3 separate regions of the Mus musculus genome follow, and regions 2 and 3 are each linked to region 1. A link is a contact called in public ChIA-PET and capture Hi-C data. All regions are on one chromosome and are shown on one strand. The core of a region is the stretch at or near the end of the contact, and the rest is flanking DNA. Distances in the headings are between cores, read along the strand shown. Region 1 has its middle 34 kb from the start of Gm33162. Region 2 has its middle 11 kb from the start of Gm33309. Region 3 has its middle 26 kb from the start of Gm33309.

Region 1 (3,993 bases), core at 641-3,140:
TAGTGGAACTCAATACCTACCAATCACATTTATCACAAGCCGGGCAATGGTCTAAGCAAAACAAACAACAACGTGAAGTTCAGAGCTGTGAGGTGACGTGCCCAGTGCCTTGCCACTGACAAGTGACAGAAGGTGACACATCCACCTCCCAACCCATACCCAGGACACTCGGGCATGGCACGTGGGATGCTAATGCTTTGTCTCTAGCATATGAGATGCTTGGAAAGTTTTGACCATGTGGTAGAGAGCCAGGGCTGAAGCCAAGGACCAGAGAAGGGCAGTGCTTTTATGAGGGACAAAGAACAGGGGAGGTTGGAGCTGGCATTAAGACCGGAGCACAGCAAGTTTCTTGGAAACTGAGCACAGCCTGTTGAACAGTTATTCACATGAATTTGCCCCCAGGGCCTGAGTAACCAGGCTGCAACTTGTGTAACCGGGAAGCGTGAAGGCAGGCAGTTATGATCGGAGCAGCTCGGCCTGCCTCTCCCATTGGACCCCAGGGCAGTCAGTCTGGGACAGGCTTTCCCAGAGAAGGTGGCAGATCTGGTTCCTCCTACAGGTTGCAGAGGATAGCTTCTGGGCTTCAGCATTGCAAACTGGTCCCTAGAAGTCAATTTTTGTTCTGTCCTTGCCGAGGCTTGTGATGGTGGGTTTTTGTTTTGTTTTGTTGTTTTTTTAAACACTGTGGATTTCAGACCAGCTTTTCTGAAAGACAGAGGTCCCTTCCTCCTCCCTCTGGCCTGTCCCCTCTGCTCTCCCTTCCCTTCTCTTTCTACACTGGGGCTCTGACTCAGTGCAGTTAATCTGTGTGTAGGAAAGCAGAAATGTCTAAAGAGCCTGCTCAGTATGCGAGGAATCCTTTTATAGTATGAATAATGGCTCCATTAAAAACCTACGGCAAGGTTTAAAACTTTTCCTGGCGTGACAGACAGGAAGGGCATGGGTGCCACCCTGTTGCCCTGGGAACACACACACCCCCACTTACTATAGTAAGAGGCTTCTCTGGGGTGTCTCCCCCACCAGAGCAGACAGCGAAAGCCTCGAAGCCAGCTCTTCACCCCGTGTGTGTGTGTGTGTGTGTGTGTGTGTGTGTGTGTGTGCATGTATGTGTGTGTGTGTGCATCCCCAGGCCATCTGCTTCCATTCCAGAGCACTGGCACCCACAAAGGAGGGAAGCCAACACCCACTGAGCAGCTAATCCTGCCTGCAGCAGGCCGTGGTATTTTGGCCCGTGGTGGTTTATTGTGTCAAATCCCATGGAACTGATGCAAGTGGACCTCCACAGTGAGAAACTCAAGTCTGGAAAGGCTAGTGACTTGAGTAGATGGAAAGTATTGAGTGCTGTCTATAAAACATGTTTTTGACATAGGCTCCGTGGGCATGGATGTAAAAACATCTCAAATCACCATTGGTCATTTTACCCCAGCACGCTCACCCTACATCTGAACTCTCCTACACTCTAACATAGCACCAGTACTTGTAGGTTCTTCCAGCTGAAGATCTGCCCAAGGTGTGCTTGTTCCCAGACAGCAGTGAGGCTGGCAACCAGACAGTCGCTTGCTTAGTAAGTCTCATCCCTGTTCTTCTGTAGCAGCCGGCTGAATCACACTTCCCAACCTCCTGGAGGTTCAGTCAAGGGACTCTTGGAGGCAATGGGATGTGAGCTAGCCTAACACATGCATCTCTCCTCTGCTCAACCACAAGCCCTTAGTGCAGATTTGAATTAAAACGAGCCCCATAGGCTCAGAGGGAGTGAGTGGCATTACTAGGAGGTGTGGCCTTGATGGTGTGGGTGTGGCTTTGTTGAAGGAAGTGTGTCACTGGGGGGAGGGGGCAGACTTTGAGGTTTCAAATGCTCAAGTCACGCCCAGTGGCTGACTCTTCCTGCTGCCTGCCAATTCAGATATAGAACTCTCAGCTACCTCTCCAGCTTGTCTGCTTGCCTACCTGCCTGCCTGCCTGCCTGCCTGCCTGCCTGCCACCATGCTCATCACCATAACAATAATGTGTAGCCACCAGCAGCCAAGAGAACTGGGTTCCTGAAAGGAAAGCTGGGGGTGGTTGGGAAGGATGGACAAGAAAAAAATGAGACCGAGACAAAGTTTCTGATCAAAGCCAGATGCTTAATTCTTAAAGCCGAATATAAAGGGGGGAACCACCCCCCATCCACCACCACCCTCACCACCTCCACCACCCCCACTCCCCCCACCACCCCCACACACACAAGTTGCCCAGATCTTGACAGGAAAACAAGCACAGCTGCTCAGCAGGTAGTGGTTTCTTGCAGGAAGCTGCAGACAAGGCAGGACAATAGACTCCACCCTAGGTGGGCTAGTCCAACTGTGCAAAACAAGGTCTGATTTAGCCCGCTTAAGGGCACAATAATGGACTAAGCCTGTGGACTACAGCCCCAACTAAGTGCCTTTCTTTATAAGAGTTGCTATGGTCATGGTGTCTTTTCACAGCAATAGAAACCCTGCCTAAGACGCCCTTTCACACAAAACAAGTCTCCCTCTGTCTTGAGAGGATCATCTCATATTTCCACGTAACTGTACAAAACATATTATTGTGGCTCATGGTTTCAGGGTTCCAGTTCCCAATTGACTCCATTGCTCTGGGCCAGAGGTCAAGGTGTGTTCTTATCACACAGAGGGAACTGCTTAGTATCAAACCAGCCTTCCTCAGCTGACAAGATACAGATTGAGCTAGATGCAGGGCAACATATACCCCCTGAAAATATATCCTCTGTCACCTATTTCTTCAATTAGGTCCCATGTCTGGAAGTTTTCACCGCCTCTCCAGAACACCACCATATTCCAAATCCATTGGCAGATTAGTTGACTGATGAAGGCAGAGTCCTCGGGTCTGGATCTTAGTGACTGGATCCATCAGCTATGGACCTCATCTTCAACCCCTGTACCTTTAGAATGATGCTTACGTCACAAAACCCAATAGCTGAGTGGTGGGGTAAACAGCGGTGCTCTTTAGCACAGGTTCCTCTTTGACTGTACCCTGAAACCACACAGAGAAATTTAGCCTTGAAAAGTGGAAGCCAGGCATCATACTATTAACACTCCCAAGCCGGGCGGTGGTGGCACACGCCTTTAAAATCCCAGCACTTGGGAGGCAGAGGCAGTCGGATTTCTGAGTTCAAGGCCAGACTGGTCTACAAAGTGAGTTCCAGGACAGCCAGGGCTACACAGAGAAACCCTGTCTCGAAAAAACAAGAAAACAAACAAACTAACTATTAACACTCCCAGGGGACTGCAGCTAATGTAAAGCTAATGTTAAGAGCCTTTGCCTCAAGGCAATGCTCTCAAAACTGTATCTAATCTTCCAGTATCAGCACCAGCTGTGGATTTGCTAGAAAATGTACATTCTTAGCTATGTGTGATGGTGAACACCTGCAATTCCAGAACTTAGGCAGCTGAGGCAGGAGAATTGCATATTTAAAGCTCTCTATCATGAGCTATATAGGAAGTTCAAGATGCAGCCTGTGCTACATCCTGAGACCTTGGCAAGGAAGGGAAGGTGGAAGAGACAGGAAAGGAGAGGGGAGAGTAATGGGAGGGGGGAGGAGGGAGGGAGGCAGGGAGGGAAACTTCCTCTAAGCTCTCCAAGTGAGTCCAGCACTCCTGGAAGTCTGCAAGCCAGCAAACTTCACCTTGGTAACGCAAAACTGGCAAAGGTTGGAATAATTACACGATGGAAATTGTCAAATACCATGGACTGGGCAAAATGGGCTTTCCCCCAGAGCAGCTGTAAAATACCCCCTAGCACACGGATAGGACTGAGCACCAGAAAGTGAAAACGCAGTAGGGTGGCTGCAGCAAGCTATCAAATAAATGCCATGACATGAGACTGCCCAGCCCAGCACTCAGGAACCACTCGACAGCATCCTGTGTGTGCCAAGTCCTGGTACTCAGAGCCTCTGGAAGCTAGGAGACTGGCACTCGGGGAAGCAGAGTGGATGAAATTTCAGATGCATAGTCC
Region 2 (3,993 bases), core at 486-2,985, 180 kb before region 1:
TAACAGCACTGGAAAATCACAAACGTGAGCAGGAACCAAGGGCAAACCATTGTCACATGACTAGCCAGTCATGGGGCCAGAACCCAAGGCCTGAGGATACAGGGTTCTCCTTCTTTTGATTTCTGCAACATGTCAGGTGACCCTCCTCGAGGCAATCTCAGAGGGTCATAGTGCCTCTCCCAGAGCTCAGGCAACCATGAACTTGCCTGAAACTTTTCCTGCATTCATTTTATGGTCACACTCAACTCCCTCTTGCGTATCTCATTCTCACTGAGAACAAAACATCATCTCCCTTCATTGAATCTAAATGTCCTCATGTTCTGAATGTCGCCGGGCCCTTGCTAGACCTAGTGCACAGGGCTTGCTGCTCCCTTTGCTGTAGCTGTCCCTTGGGAGCCTGGAGTCTCTCTCTCTCTCTCTCTCTCTCTCTCTCTCTCTCTCTCTCTCTCTCTCTCTCTCTCTCTCTCTCCCTCTCCCTCCCTCCCTCCCTCCCCCCCCCTCTCTCTCAGTGGCCCCTCTAATCCTTCGGCTTTCCAGACTGACGGAGATCTATGATGTCTGGAAGCAGGCCTGAGCCGATAAATATTGATGATGATTATGGAGCTGAATCATGAGAAAAGTTGCCTTTAAGTGGGATTTAAATTCTTGTCTTGAGTCTGAGATGTGGAATAAATCATTGTAAGCACAGTGTTGAGTGGAATAGATGAGTATGTTCCCTCCCCTTCCCCACCCTTCATACAGGGGTCGCCCAAGTTCTCTCCCACTTGTCCCTGTTCCCCTCTGGGTGCATGGTGTTTGTGTGCATGGTGGTGACATGGTGGTGGCATGGTGGCACTTTGCCCAGCCTGTTTGAGGATACTTGCTTGTTTAGAGACACTCATTCTCCTTTTAGGAGAAGCAGGATGGTTAATCTTCATTGTCAACTTGACAGGATTTAGAATCACCATGGAAACACATCTCCAAGTCTATGAACATGCTCCCAGAAAGAGGTAACAGAGAGGATGGCACCATCCTGTGGGGGTGGGGTCCCTAAAAAGGGAAAGGGAACTGAGTAGCAGCACCCCACCTCTCTCTGTGTCTTGCCTGCAGATGCTGTGTGAGCAACTGCCTTCTTCTGCATGCCTTCCTCACCATGATGGGCTGTGACCCTTCAAACTGTGAACCCCAATAAGCCCTTCTCCCCTTACAGTGCTTTTTTTGGGTGATGATTGGTCTTAGTATCAAGAAAAGTAACATATACAAAGGTGGAAGGAGAGAAGGAAGAGGTGTGGGGTGGGGGTTACCCCAATGTGCCAGGCACTGCCTAGCTTGCAATGGAGTCATTTCTCTTATTCTTTCAAAGAACCGGGGACTTTTTATACCAGTGAGGAAGCTGAGGCTCACAGAGATGGGTAACCTCGCCAGAATACGAGGATCAGCAATCTGGTCCCTTCCACTCTATAGGAGTGATTCCTTCCTCTGCCCATGGCAGTAGAGCTGTCTTGTAACTGCCTTGCCCCATGTTCCCTAGCTCCACAAGGAACCACCTCAGCCTCTGGCATTCCTCTCAGCCTCGGTGTTCCACCGCTCCCCTACTCTTCTTTCCCAGCAGGAATAAGACAGACAGGATGGCAGCAGTGACTCACAACTAGAAGAATAAAGTCTTAAATGGGGACAACCTAAGCTGGTATGAGCGTGACACTCTGACAAAGGAAGAATGTCCCCTGAGTTTTTGAAGGGCGTTGCTACCCACTGCTGTTAGAAAAAGGCTGCGGCACAGTAGGTGGGTGGGGCAGGAAGGAGAGCAAGGGTGGAGACCTTGGCACTCTCTCGGTTAGATCAAGGAACAAAGGGGATTAGAGGCTTGTCTGTGGTTATCCTTGGCCTGTTGGCAATGTTGACCAAACCCTGTGCTTTTTGCTCTCTATTTGCCCACCAGGTGATCCAGGCCTTTACATGTGACAAACATTTCTCCATCACTGCATCCTGAGCCACCCACCCAGATCCTAAATGGATAACCTGTGATGTGCATGAGGAAGCCAAGCACACAGCTTTGTGAATCAGTTGCATTCTCTCCAGGGTGGGCTCTTTGTCCCCAGTGGACTCTGACTTCCACAAAGACATGTGTCAGCCTGGTTCATCTTGCTTCTCCCTCAGGGTCTCCCTACTTCATGGCATGACCTGTAGACGAGAGAAGACACTGCGATGAGCACACCACTTGGGTGTTGTCAAACCAACCAGATAATGCCACCACGAAATCAGTGACTCCTTTCTCCTCTCCTCACTTCTGTGCATCAGTCTTCTGACAAGCCAATTAAATCAAGACTGTGGGATGATACCCTAACCAATGGTGAAACGACACAGCCACCACCTGACTTAAAATAAAAGACAAATGCAGTTCCTCTGTGTGTGTGTGTTCTGTCTTTCCCAGCAAACCCTCTTGGTCAAGACAGTAAGTTTGCCATGTCCAGACTTTAGTTGGAATAGTAGTCTCCTTCTTTGTGACCTCAAACTTATTGCTAAATAAAAAAATAGATTTATTTTATTTTTTAATTGTGTGTATATATGTGTGTGTACACATATGAGAGAGCATATTCATGCAGGTGTCTATGAGAATAGATGTGTCAGATCCCCATGTGGCTGAAGTTATAGGTGGTTGTAAGCCACCTGGTGTAGAAGTAGGAAACAGAACTTGTTGACCTTGACCCATATGACACATTTGGAGAGGTCTTGCAGGGGGTGAGTAAAGTTACATGTGGCCAGCATGGTATGGCTCTATCATACTGGTCGGAGGGTCTTCTAATAGTGGACAGAAAGTTGGCTTCCTCCCTTTCTGTCTGTAAGGATATGGAGATCGCCAGGAAAAGAGCCCAGCCAGGAAATGGATTTGCCTGCACCTTGATCTTACATTTCCCAGGCTTGAGAAATGTGAGAATAAATGCCTGGTGTTGAAGCCACTCAGTGTGTGGTCTAGCTAGCTTTATGCATCTACAGGTTCTAGTTAGTAAGTATATATTTACTGTATGTATGATATATATATATATATATATATATATATATATATATATATGCGTGTGTGTTATGTATGTATGTTTGTGTGTATATATATGCTATGTCTTGACACATACCAGAAGAGGGCATCAGATCCCATTACAAATGGTTGTGAGCCACCATATGGTTGCTGGAAATTAAACTTAGGACCTCTAGAAGAGCAGTCAGTGCTCTTAAACACTGAGCCACCTTGTCAGCCCTCTAGTTGGTAAATTTAACCAACTCCAAATCAAGAATATTTGGGGGAAGTTTTTCATATATATTGAACATATATATGTGTGTGTGTGTGTGTGTGTGTGTGTGTGTGTGTGTAAACATTTCTTTTATCAAAGTTCCCTAAATGTAGCATGAAACAACTATTTGCACAGCATTTGCATTATTTTAGGTATTAGAAATAATCTAGAAAATGTTTAAATTATACAGGCATGTGTGGGATATATATATATATATCATGCTGACTGTTTTACATTTATTTACTTTTATTTTTATGTGTAAGCGCATTTTGTTTCATGAATGTATTTTCATCACACATGCGCAGTGCCTAGAAGGTGAGAAGAGGCCTTTGGATGCTCTGGAACTGGATATACATGTATATACATACATACAGTAAATATATACAGTTGTTAGCTGCTGGCTGGGTGCTGGGAACCTGGGTCCTCTGGAAGAATCAATCAGTCCTCACCACCCCTGAGCCATCTCTCTAGCCTAATACTGAGGTTTTAAAAAATAGATTTATTTTATTTTGTGTGTGTGTGTGTGTGTGTGTGTGTGTGTGTGTGTGTGTGTGTGTATGTGTGTGTGCTTATGAGAGAGCATATGTGTGCAGGTGCCCATGAGAATAGAGGTATTAGATTCCCCTGGAGTTATAGGTGGTTGTGAGCTGCCTGGTGTAGAAGCAGGAAACAGAACTTGGGTCCTCTGCAAGAACAACACAGACAGTTTTAACCACTGAGCCAGCAGCAC
Region 3 (3,993 bases), core at 533-3,032, 140 kb before region 1:
TGTTCTGTCAAAACTCGGAAAGGGGGGAAAAATGTATCAACATAAAAAACTTAACCAGAAGAGAGAAGGTGAAGGTCTTGTCACAGCAGGCTATTAATCAAAACACGAATTCACCCCACAGCGGAGGGAGATGAGGTTGTTCACAACTCAACGTTTGCTCTCAGTGGCTGCACACAGCCCAGGGAGGCAATGGAGAAGTCATTCTTCGCAGTCACAGAAGCAGCTCCGGGGAGTTAAACAACTTGCCAGCATCACGGAGCAGGCGGTGACAGAGCAACTGTGATTTCTGCTCCTTTCTCTTTTCAGTGTCATTATGCTGTCTGGGAATTTTAAATCTTGTGGATAAAGACAAACAAGAAAACACTCAGTCTGGCTTTCTTCAGTGCCTCCGGCAGAAAAGCAGCCCATCTCCTCCCTGGAGACCAGGACGTGACTCAAACTGCAGGAGGGGCCAGTCTTGCTGCCGGAAAAGAATGCAAACCTGGGCTCAGAGGCTTCCAGAACTCAGCCCCCAGGGGGGCTCCCCAGCCGCTCCTTGTCCCAGGGCCGTGGCCATGTGGGGATGCAGACTGGAGAGCCCCAGGCCTGAGTACAGAGCTGAGAACACAGGATAGGGACACTCTCTCAGCAAAGGAAAGAACCGGAAGTGGACGTGGTTGCTGAACACTCCGGTCCTAGTGGCCTAAGTCAGATTGGGGTGTTGTAGGGGAAAGATAAACTCCAATATACCCACAGCTAGAAGAGTGGCCATGCGACTCTAGGCTCCGCTGTCTCTGAATTCTCCCTTCGCTTGGCTCTTTTCTTTTGCCTCCCCATCTGCTTGACCCTACCCAAGCGCACAGCCCAGAGGGAGAAACCCCTTGCCTGCTGCCCAGCCCACCCACGCACGCAGGCACGGACGCACGCACGCACACACGCACGCAGGCACATGTACATGTGGATGCTTAGGGATGGACTCCAAGCACTTCCTTTGTGAATTGGGTTATAGTTGTCTGTTGAAGATGATCTTAGCTTTTGGAAGAAGTAAGCATGTAGATTTCTGTCTCAGGAAAACGATTGCCACGCCTCATCAACTGCCTCCTTCAGCTTGGAATCACAACCCTTTGGCTCTACTCTTTCAGATAGAAGAACTCTCAGCTCTAGTCCAGGGGCTCTAAACCTTCCTACTGCTGCAACCTTACAGTTGCTCGTGTTGCAGTGACCCCCAACCATAAAATCATTTTCATTGATTTTTTTTTTATAACTGTAATTTTGCTACTGTTACAAATCGCAACGTAAATATCTGATATTCATGATATCTGATACACAGCACCCCTCCCTGCCCCCACGGCTTCTCTAGTCACTCTTCCTAAGTGTCAATTACACCTTCTGCCCTACACTGCTCCCTAGAGTTACACTCTGGTCTTCTCCAAAGACGATTGTTCAGGAGAAGTCATTTCCAAGCAGGTACCCAGGTGTGGACCCCAGTCATGCTTTCTGGAGGGGACCGCTACGTTAGGAGAAAGGAAGACTTTCAAAGGGGCGGGGCGGCCGATCAGAGTAGAATAAAAACCCTTTCCTTTAAACGAAGGATTTTACCTTCTCAGAGAAAGGCTGTTAACCACGAAGAGGATTGGCTGCTCGGTTCCTCAGACCTCTTCCTGGGCCGCTCATTTCCTCTGGGTTCACCATTTTCCAACTCACCTCACCCCAAATGACCCTGCCACTGATCCCCCTGAAGGCAGGGCCTGGGCCGCCCTGTTCCTTCAGGCCCCAGAGCCTCTGCGGCCTAATTACCAGCCAGGAGGAGCCTGCATCCCCACCCAGCTGGAGGCCAGCTGCAGGAGAGAGGAGGATTGAGACATTTCCCTTTCTTCTGAGGCCTTGTTAGTTCTTCCTGCTGGTGATTAGCCAGTTATTTTTAGCTCCATCTAAGCACCCTGGTTAGTATTCAGGGCTGCTTTAGACAGGTCGGGGGTCACGCTCCTCCATGATAAGGCTTTGATTCCAATTGGTCCCCGCAGATGTGGATAAATTAACTGGAGGACCATCCTGTCACTCCCCAGGTGTTTTCTTCTCGTCCCCGACACCCCTCCCCAACACTGGCTTGGATCCAAAAAACCGTGAGGCCAGCCATAAAGGCTTACTGCAGGGATCTGGGCAAAGAGTAATTCAGAGGCCCTTTTGAGGCGTCCAGGCAGCTCCACGGAGGGAGGAAATCAAGGTTTGGATCTGGGCTGTGACTAGCTGATTCTGAGACACTAGGCAAGAGATTTACCTTCACTGAGCTGGAAATGGTGTGTCTGGGTCAACTGGCCCATTAATTCTTTCCAGTACCAAGGTGCTGTAGAATTTGTGAGTCTGAAACAGAAGCTAGACCTGAAAAACACGGCTCAGCTTCAGACCATCTTGAAACAGTTTCAGACCATCTTGAAATAGATGGGGCACCTTTTCCTCTTTTGCTTGAATCCCTGTTCGTCCCTCACCCCTCCTACCCCCACCCCAAACTATCCAGGAATGAAGCCCTGTATTTTCACCCTGTAGTCCTGCTGCTGCCTCCCACCTCCCACTTCTCTCCTGATCTTCCTGGGCCAGGGGGCAGAGGTAACCCCAATGCATGCTGGGAGATAGAGCCACCACAGTGCAATCTGCGTAATGTGGAGGAAGCCAGGGGCAGTGAGAAAGTCTAATTTTATCCCATTTAATCATGAAAGAGTGATGACTCTGAATTATGACTCTTTCTTTACTTCCATAAGCCAGCACAGTCCCTAGGCCACAAAGGGATGTATGGACTGTCATTTAGCCAAAGCTCACCTTTCTTAGGTTGCATCTAACTGACCAGCCATATTCCCAAATACTTCATGTCCTCTTGCCTTGACTTACAACATGAGCAGACTAGCAGCTGTCTGGTTGGGGTGTAGTATGCAAGCACGAATAGTGCTTTGCAATAGCATCACTATCTCCCCTCTTTAGACATTAATACTTAAGCTTATATGAAGGAACTTCCATGAGCCCACATTGCTATATATGAATCTGAGAACAGAACCATACAAACAGGTCTCAGAGGCCAATATTCAAGTTCTCAGCCATTTACTCTACAACTTCTGGTATAGTAGATATACCTTGATATATGTATGCATCCCTGAGAGGTATAGTATATATACCCTGATATATGTATACATCCCTGAGAGTTGTCTTGCCTTTGTTTTTTTGTTGTTTTTGTTTGGGGGGGTCGTTTTGTTCAGTTTTTGAAACAGGGTCTCACTATGTAGCCATAGCTGGCCTGCAACTAACTAGATAAAACAGATTGGCCTTAGCCTCACAGAGACCTGCTTACCTCCGCTTCTGCCTCCTGTGGGCTAGGATTAAATACCATGAGTCACCATGCCTAATTAATCTTGGTTTAATTAAATCTTGGTTTTGTTTTGAATACTTGTTTATTTTTACATGCATGTGTGCCTGCATGACCACATGTGTGTGTGGTCCCTGAAGATGTCATAAGATGGCGTCGTATCCGTTTAGAGCTGCCATTTGTGAGCAGCTTATGTGTGTGCTGGGATCTGAACTCAGGCCCTTAAGGTTGAGCAGCAAACTAGTATTCTTAACTACTGAGCCATCTCTCCAGCCCCAAGAGACTTGCCTCACTTTTAAAGTTTCCACGAGGCATGAAAAAGAATTAGTATACTTTATTGATGAGTCAAAATTCTGACCACAGTTCTCATGCTTTTTCCTCTCTGTGTCCTTTTTCCTCACTGGTGCTGATGATAGGTCCTTCTGTGTCACCAGCTGCCTGCACAGCTCTGTGTTTTATCCCATTTCATATGGTCATGTCTACACAACTCTCTCCTAAGACGTATCAGCTCTGGACCTCACTTTGTAAAGTTCTCTTCAGCGCCAAGACCCAGCAGAGGTTGCCTCCAGCCAAAGCCTCGTCTGCTGCTTGCCCTGGGTTGCTGCTGAGAGCTAAGGCCCATGCTTGCCCTTTTCCCTGCCGATTGCTGAGCTTACAGTTCC

The links. ChIA-PET counts read pairs in DNA pulled down with a chosen protein or histone mark. Capture Hi-C pulls out chosen DNA fragments and counts their contacts.
Region 2: a contact with region 1 is called in an RNA polymerase II ChIA-PET map of memory CD8 T cells, with 9 read pairs. The contact joins two enhancer-like sites. A contact is called at or near these places in 1 of 484 Hi-C or Micro-C datasets (nephron progenitors), 1 of 115 datasets of contacts at active chromatin or transcription factors (memory CD8 T cells) and 2 of 9 other capture datasets (adipose tissue and liver).
Region 3: a capture Hi-C map of embryonic stem cells shows a contact between it and region 1, with 2.0 times the contacts expected there. The contact joins two enhancer-like sites. A contact is called at or near these places in 3 of 484 Hi-C or Micro-C datasets (the N1E-115 cell line and embryonic stem cells), 2 of 115 datasets of contacts at active chromatin or transcription factors (embryonic stem cells and memory CD8 T cells) and 2 of 9 other capture datasets (adipose tissue and embryonic stem cells).

The regions. Positions count from the first base shown.
Region 1 is chr3:101,568,753-101,572,745 of GRCm38.p6, reverse strand. No RefSeq gene overlaps it. Among named protein-coding and RNA genes, the nearest start is that of Gm33162, 34 kb to the right of the region's middle. Within about 2 kb of position 1,890, at least 90 of the 459 cell types and tissues checked have an H3K27ac peak or open chromatin away from gene starts, as enhancers often do. A contact at or near this core is called in adipose tissue, embryonic stem cells and memory CD8 T cells, where this site is marked.
Region 2 is chr3:101,746,168-101,750,160 of GRCm38.p6, reverse strand. No RefSeq gene overlaps it. Among named protein-coding and RNA genes, the nearest start is that of Gm33309, 11 kb to the right of the region's middle. Within about 2 kb of position 1,735, at least 29 of the 459 cell types and tissues checked have an H3K27ac peak or open chromatin away from gene starts, as enhancers often do. A contact at or near this core is called in memory CD8 T cells, where this site is marked.
Region 3 is chr3:101,709,805-101,713,797 of GRCm38.p6, reverse strand. No RefSeq gene overlaps it. Among named protein-coding and RNA genes, the nearest start is that of Gm33309, 26 kb to the left of the region's middle. Within about 2 kb of position 1,782, at least 128 of the 459 cell types and tissues checked have an H3K27ac peak or open chromatin away from gene starts, as enhancers often do. A contact at or near this core is called in adipose tissue, embryonic stem cells and memory CD8 T cells, where this site is marked.